2 separate regions of the Oryza sativa genome follow, and region 1 is linked to region 2. Evidence: chromatin contacts called from public HiCAR-type data. All regions are on one chromosome and are shown on one strand. The core of a region is the stretch at or near the end of the contact, and the rest is flanking DNA. Distances in the headings are between cores, read along the strand shown. Region 1 holds the start of LOC4339366 (protein OXIDATIVE STRESS 3 LIKE 4). Region 2 holds the start of LOC107276549 (receptor-like protein kinase HSL1).

Evidence for each region. HiCAR-type assays count read pairs that join an accessible place to other places.
Region 1: a contact with region 2 is called in a HiCAR-type map of leaf, with 2.1 times the contacts expected there. The contact joins the promoter of LOC4339366 here to the promoter of LOC107276549 in region 2. A contact is called at or near these places in 1 of 15 Hi-C or Micro-C datasets (an unstated tissue) and 1 of 4 datasets of contacts at active chromatin or transcription factors (leaf).

What each region holds. Positions count from the first base shown.
Region 1 is chr5:26,211,498-26,214,806 of ASM3414082v1, forward strand. LOC4339366 (protein OXIDATIVE STRESS 3 LIKE 4) reads left to right here and starts at 1,292. Exons shown (of 2, transcript XM_015785070.3): 1 at 1,292-1,670; 2 at 1,766-2,271. The coding sequence starts at 1,402. The coding sequence ends at 2,018. It overlaps LOC4339367 (phosphatidylglycerophosphate phosphatase PTPMT2), which reads right to left. Exons shown (of 6, transcript XM_015785069.3): 6 at 2,503-3,252. The coding sequence ends at 2,755.
Region 2 is chr5:26,142,027-26,145,380 of ASM3414082v1, forward strand. It overlaps LOC107276549 (receptor-like protein kinase HSL1), which reads right to left and starts at 1,699. Exons shown (of 2, transcript NM_001420748.1): 1 at 1-1,699. The coding sequence starts at 1,622.

The DNA of each region.
Region 1 (3,309 bases), core at 42-2,541, 69 kb after region 2:
GAGATTAACGTTAAGGATCACGACACTTGAATGGCTCGAGAAGCCAAGGGAGAGAAAGAAAATAAAATAGCAGAAGAAAATGAGAGCAAAGACAGCCGCATCTGTGCAGCAGCGCGGCGACGTCGTGGAGAGCGACATGCGAGCACGAGAAAAGCCGGCGGTCGTCTGGCCCGTCCGTCGTGGTGGTCAGTCAGGCAGGCAGTCGCGCACACACGCCGACGAACGGCGTGGCTCCTGTTCCCGGACGCGCCGCTGCAGCGATGCGCGCCCGAGTTATTTTCGTTTTATCTGTCTCACCGCTGCGTCTACGTGTTGGGTTTAGCGCGCGACGTGTCACGCTGGCCGGTTCCCGCACGGGACACGCACTTGGCGCGTAGCCGATTCAAGCCCGACGCGTGTCCTCGTTTCGGGAACTTGCAGGCACGTTGTCACGTACTACTATAGGTTTTCCCGGTCTAGCAGCCCAGTTTTTCTACGGCCTCGACCTTTTTTATGCGAGAATGTCTTTGCTTTGTTCAGAAATGGCAACGGAAATTGTTCCCCCGCTTTTGCTTTTGTCCGGAGGATGAGTTCCGTGGGAAATGGATGTTTAATACTTTAACCCCGTTATTAGCCGCTAGTTTTTGGAGCCGTTTTTATCTTTTCCTGTGATCCGTTGTTGGCATCTGATGAACTGCTGGAGAAAAACCTTTTCAATGCAAGTTGAAAAGGAGCCTTTCAGATCAAGAAGAACCGCAGATAGCCACCTGTCCTCTGCCGCTGTCTCTGCCACTTCGATTGGATAAACCAACAGTCAGAAGTTTATTGACAGCTGTTACCGTCGGCCCCACATGTCAGCGGCCACGAACCAGCCGAGATGAGGATAAGATCAGACATAACGGGGCATCCTTGGAACAGAATCCGGGAAAGCCATGTGGGAGTGGCCACTGGCCTGGCCAGCACCGCCTTTAAGGCGTGCGGGGGCCACGTAAGTGGGACCACCTTTGTCAGTGTCACATGCGCAACCTCCCGGTCCGTGTGCCATGTTAGGTAACCGCGCGCCACGCTCGCCGGCAAACGTGACGCGAGGCGGATCGTCCGTTCGCGCAATCGCGCACGCGCGCACCGTTGCCTCCGCTCTTTCTTTCTTTTTTTTTTTGCGGCAAATTCCGCATGCTACGTTGCGTTTTTTGTTGGTCAAACGGACGCGCGCCGTGCCGGTGCCGCGTTCGAAAGCGAGCGGGTTGTTGGGTGCGCGGCGCGTTATTCCGTTCCTCCCGTATATAACACGCGCCACCCCCGCACCACCGCCGCTGCAAAGGCCAGCGCCCAGCGAGAGACAGCCACCGCCACCGGAGCAGCTGCGTTTTCAGCTACTTTTCCGTGCCGTTTTCTGTTGGGGGGATCGCGTTCGCCGACGAGATGAGCAGCAGCAGGCTCGGCGGGGGAGATCGGGCGGGGATGTACGAGGAGGGGGAGGACGACGAGCTGTTCGGGGAGTCGTCGTCGGTGTCCGGCGGCGAGTCGGACGACGATGGGGAAGGGGAGGACCAGTTCTCGGAGGGCGGCGCGGCGGCGGCGGCGGCGTTGGACCAGATGGAGCACCGCCGGTTCGCGCCGCAGCCGCTGCGGCGGTTGAACTCGGACAGCATCTACGACATGTCGTCCATGACGGAGCAGCTCCCAGCCAAGTGAGTACCCGTCGAGAAACCCTCGATTCCATCCAGAAATCTCAACTCTTCTGTCCTGTGTGCTCACCGTCCAAGAACACCGTGTTAATCTGCAGGAAAGGGTTGTCCAGGTACTACGAGGGGAAGTCCCAGTCGTTCGCGTGCATGTCGGAGGTGAGGTGCCTGGAGGATCTGCGCAAGAAGGAGAAGCCATACAAGTCGAAGATCAAGTCGTGCAACAGCTACGCCGCGCTGGGAGGGATCGCCAAGACGCAGTCGTCGAGTTCTTGCGCGAATCTGAGCATGATGGGGGCGGGCGGATTCAGGGCTCCCCCGATCCCTGTAAACAAGAACGGCTACCATCAGTAGTAGCGACTCTGTAGCGTAGCCGCGCGGTAGATTTTGTTCTTGAGGTCTTTTCTCCCCTACCTCTATTTTTGGGGATTTTGTTCGCAGGCGCATTAGCCTGTGAATGAATGAGCTTAATTACGAGGCGTTTCGTGATCTGCAGCAGTCATAGTAAGGAGGGTTGTTCTTGTTGATGTTTGAAAAACGATCGTTTTGTGTACTGTAAATACGGAGCAGAGGTTAAAAGTACATTCGGATGTGCTTTCCTTCGTCAGGTTTTTTTCCCTTTCGATGGTCGATGTGAACAGACGAGGGCATTTAAAGTCAAATTATATCCAGTGAACGAACGGTTTTCAGACTTAAGGCCCCCAAAAGAATTATGGGCAACGCTATGAAAGAACGTTGACAGTTTGACACAAGCAGCAAGCCAAAACATACATATGATAAAGCTGGGTAGGAAAAAGAACTCAAGCGCCGACAACGAGCAGCCGACAAACAACACGAATTCACCCAAGAAAATCATCACCCCTTTTTATTACTGGAAAAATGAAATCACAAGCTCTCAAAACTCGCCTCTCCTCTCTCTCTCTCTCTCTCTCTCTCTCTCGTGTACATCGCAGACACTAGTACAACAACATATGAAGGAGTATAAATTTCTCCGGAGGGCATTCCCTCAAGCTGTGGAGCATCATGCATGCCGATACTTACACTCTGCTGACTAACAACGTGGAAAAAGCAGTAAAATTTGGACATTTACCTAGCAGGCACGAACCTCCGCAAGACGTCTTGGAGGAGATGGTTCGCAATTGCTGGTAAGCTTCAACGACCCAAGGAAGCAGGATAGCCTCCTAATCATGGGCTTCTGACGGATTACCACTTCCACTGATACAGTGTCACTGCTAGCATCGGCATAAGTTTCGTATCCCTCGAGATCTTCCTCTGTTACTACGACTGCATCGATGGACCTGCTGGGGCTTGAAGGCTTGGCTAGCATACCTTCCCATAACGGCAAAACAAAATGCTCGTTGTCGAATTCGGTGGTGAACCCATCAACTTCAGCCTCCACAATAGCTTCACTTGATTGTTCACTGAATCTTACTGGGTGGGTGCGGTTTGAACTCTGAATTTGATGGCAGCTGGAAGCGAGGCGACTAAATGGTTCACTCGATTCTTCACAAGATTTTGCCGAGTGAGTTTGGTTTGAGTTCTCGATTGAAAGGCATCTGGTGTTGAGATTGCTAAATAATTTAACAGCCTGTAGCAAAGAAGAAACGAACAAGAAAATTTATCAGAAACTTCAGGGATCTAATTA
Region 2 (3,354 bases), core at 449-2,948:
CTGAAGTTCATCTGCGACAAGCCACTGAGCGACGCGATGCTCACCGGGATGGCCCCGGAGAGCTGATTCCTTGACAGGTCCAGCTCCTGCAGCAATGGCATCCCGGCGGCGAACCCGTCAGGTATCTCGCCGGAGAACAAGTTGTTCTCGGCGTTGAACTTCTGGAGCTTGGTGGCCGTCGCCGGAAGCCGGCCACTGAAACGGTTGTTGTGGATGTAAAGCCTCGTCAGATTCCAATACAGCTTCTCCGGCAGGCTTCCGGTGAGGTGTCCATTGTTCTGCAGGAGCACGGTGATCAGCCTCGTCTCCGTCCACAGCGCCGCCGGCACCTCGCCGGAAAGCTCGTTGTCCTGGAGCTGGAGACTCAGCAGCGCCGGGCAAGTGGCAAGACTCGCCGGAATTGAGCCGTTCAACCGGTTGCCGGCGGCGGAGATGATCCACAACCGGCGGTTGTCGCAGACCCCCTCCGGTATTGGCCCGGTGAGGTCGTTGTTGTCGACCTCGATGTCTCTCAGAAATGGCGAGTGCTTCCCGAGCTCCGCCGGAATCTGACCGGTGAGATTGTTCTCGAACAGCTTCATTATCACCAGCGATGGAAGCTGAGCAAGGCTCGCCGGTATCTCGCCGGAGAAGTTGTTCGTCATCAAGGCTAAGTTAGTTAGGTTCATCAAACTTCCAAAGCTCTCTGGGATCGTTCCAGTCAGCTGGTTCTCAGATATGTCGAGATAAATTAAGCTCGCTGCTCCAATCTTGCCATTGACGACGACGTCGCCGGTGAGCTGGTTGGTGTACAGGAACAAGTACTGCAGCTTTGGAATGTTCCAAATCCCAGGAGGTATGCTTCCGGTGAATGAATTCTGGGACAGGTCGAGATACTCCATCTCCATCATCTCTGTGACGTAGCTGGGGAAATCGCCGGTGAGGTTGCACTGCGCCAGCCAGACCGTCTTCAGGCTCGTCAAGTTCTTGAACGATCCCGGCAGCTCGCCGGGGGTGAACTGATTCACCTCGAGCTTGAGCGTCTCGAGGCTAGTGAGCTCGCCGAGCGCCGCCGGGATCGTGCCGGTGAGCTGGTTGCAGTTGAGGGTAAACACCTTCAGGTTCTTGAGCTTCGACACCGCCGCCGGTATCACGCCGGTGAAGTTGTTGTTGTTCAAGGCGAGGTAGGTCAGGTTCTTGCCGAGCCGGTCAATGTCGGCGGGGAGCTCGCCGCCGATACTGTTCATCGAGAGGTCGATGGAGGTGATCGCGGTGAGGTTGTAGAGGAACGCCGGGAACACGCCGCCGACGCTGGTGTTCTGGAGGTTGAGCACCGTGAGCGCCGTCAGCCCGCCGATGGCGTCGGGGACGGCGCCGGCGACCGCGACGTTGGGGAGGGACAGCGACGTGACGCGGCCGGTGCCGCCGCCGTCGCAGGACACGTACACCCAGCGGCAGTGCGGCGCCGCGTCCGTCCACGACGCGAGCGCCGCGGGGTCCCCCCACGCGCGCTTGACCTGGAGCAGGAGCTGCTTCTCGTCGACGCCGCCCTGCTGCGCCGCGCCGCGCCGCGCGACGAGGCTTGGCAGGATCGCGAGCAGGAGGAGGTGGAGGTAGTAGGCTTTGCCGCTCGGGAATGCCATGTCTTCGCGTGGTTTCTTGGTCGCCGCCGGCGAGCGCGTGCGTTCACTCGGTGAGGCAAGCAGCCATCGCGGACTCCACCGTGAGAAACATGGGTGGGCCATTTATATGCAGTGTGAACGGCACGTGCAGACTTTTCTTCCTCCATTATCCTGTTTGGTTAAATGATTGAATTTGTTAGGAATTTAGGATTAGTTTTTGGGTGCTGCTTGCTTGGAAGTTTCAGCCATGCTTTCCTTTATAATTTGATACTAGTTCACCAGTTGGTGGTTTAGCTCATCTTTTGTTTGGTTTTTGCTGGTCAGATGGTGGCGTTGTTTGAAAGGGATATGTTCTAGATGGTTTGTTTATGCAGCTACTACTAAGTTAAGTTAAGGACTAAGCTGAGCAACGTGTACGAATTGCACAGCTCGTGACATGGTTTCTTTATGGGAGTTTTGCGATCTTTTCATGATCAAGGTACGACAATATGCTCCGTTGGCTTGGACTGTAGCATGTGCCGGCACATTACTCTGCCGTCGGATGAATGGTCAAACTATTCGGAAGCACAGAGGTGTCGATCACTTGCGACAAAGAGGAGTGGAAGATGTTGCAGATCGCGCGATCTTATTGCTATCACCCATGGCCACCAATAATTTAAACATCTAATTTTGCTCCACTGGCCGTATTGTCGCTGTTGAAACCATTTCTTTTAGTATATCTTCAAACCGATTAGAACTAGTATCACACTATTTATTAGTCTTCAAAGAAAAAGAAAACTATTACGAGAGTCGAGATTATAACCGGTCAAGCACGGCAAGTAAATTTAAAGTGGAAGCAATTAGCAAATGATGATAAGCTTTTTGTTTCCACTGATTTTACAGGGGGATCATCCACCTGAGGCCGGGAATGTGAGTCGTCAGCACGAGGTCACGGGTTCAGGGTGAGTTGGGCCCACGATGTCAGTGTCACATCTAGATGTACTCGTGCACAAATCCCTGGTCTAAAGTTGAGTCAAACAGAAAAGTCTTAGATAATGATGTGGCTCTGGCGCCTCTGGGTTGTCTTTAAACTCTTTGTGGTCATTCGTTGACTAGTCGTAGGCCTGAAACGGTAAGTGAAAGGGAGCATAAGATACTGCACTCAATACCACACGTGCATACAGTATATAGTCGGTATATATGGATAAATACCACAGTGAAAAGTTTATCCGGTTTCTTCACTTCTAGAATACCGAGTATAGCTTTGGATACTCCGTTTTTTTTTTTAACCTGAAAATGCACACCGTATAGGTGCTCGATGACAATGCTGGCAGCGACAGGAAATGCTTCTGGATGATGCAGCTGTGCAGCCCATTGACCCGTCTCCCACAGAGAGATCCCAGCTTCGATCTCAGCCGCACGTTCGGTGATCCAGTGGCTAGCGATGAGTGAGAGTGGCCACGAAGGAAAGGAGCAGGAAGTCTCATGTGCAACGTCAGAAACTGAAGAAAATTTCAAAGAGCCCGGCTCGCCTTTGCTGACTGTGGACTTGTGCGTAGACTAGCTTCAGAAAAACACATAAAGGATGTCACTCTGATGCCCACTGTCTGTACAACTCCTACTACCTACCAGCACATTGTTGCGTTTTATATTGCTAAACATTAGTACTAACTATTCTGGCAGTAAGTCCATGATTAGTCTGAGTTTTGGTGTAGTAGGCTAGGACATTGTAGACTCTGAAACTCGTTGTGTTGCAGAATTCACCGCTTAGCAC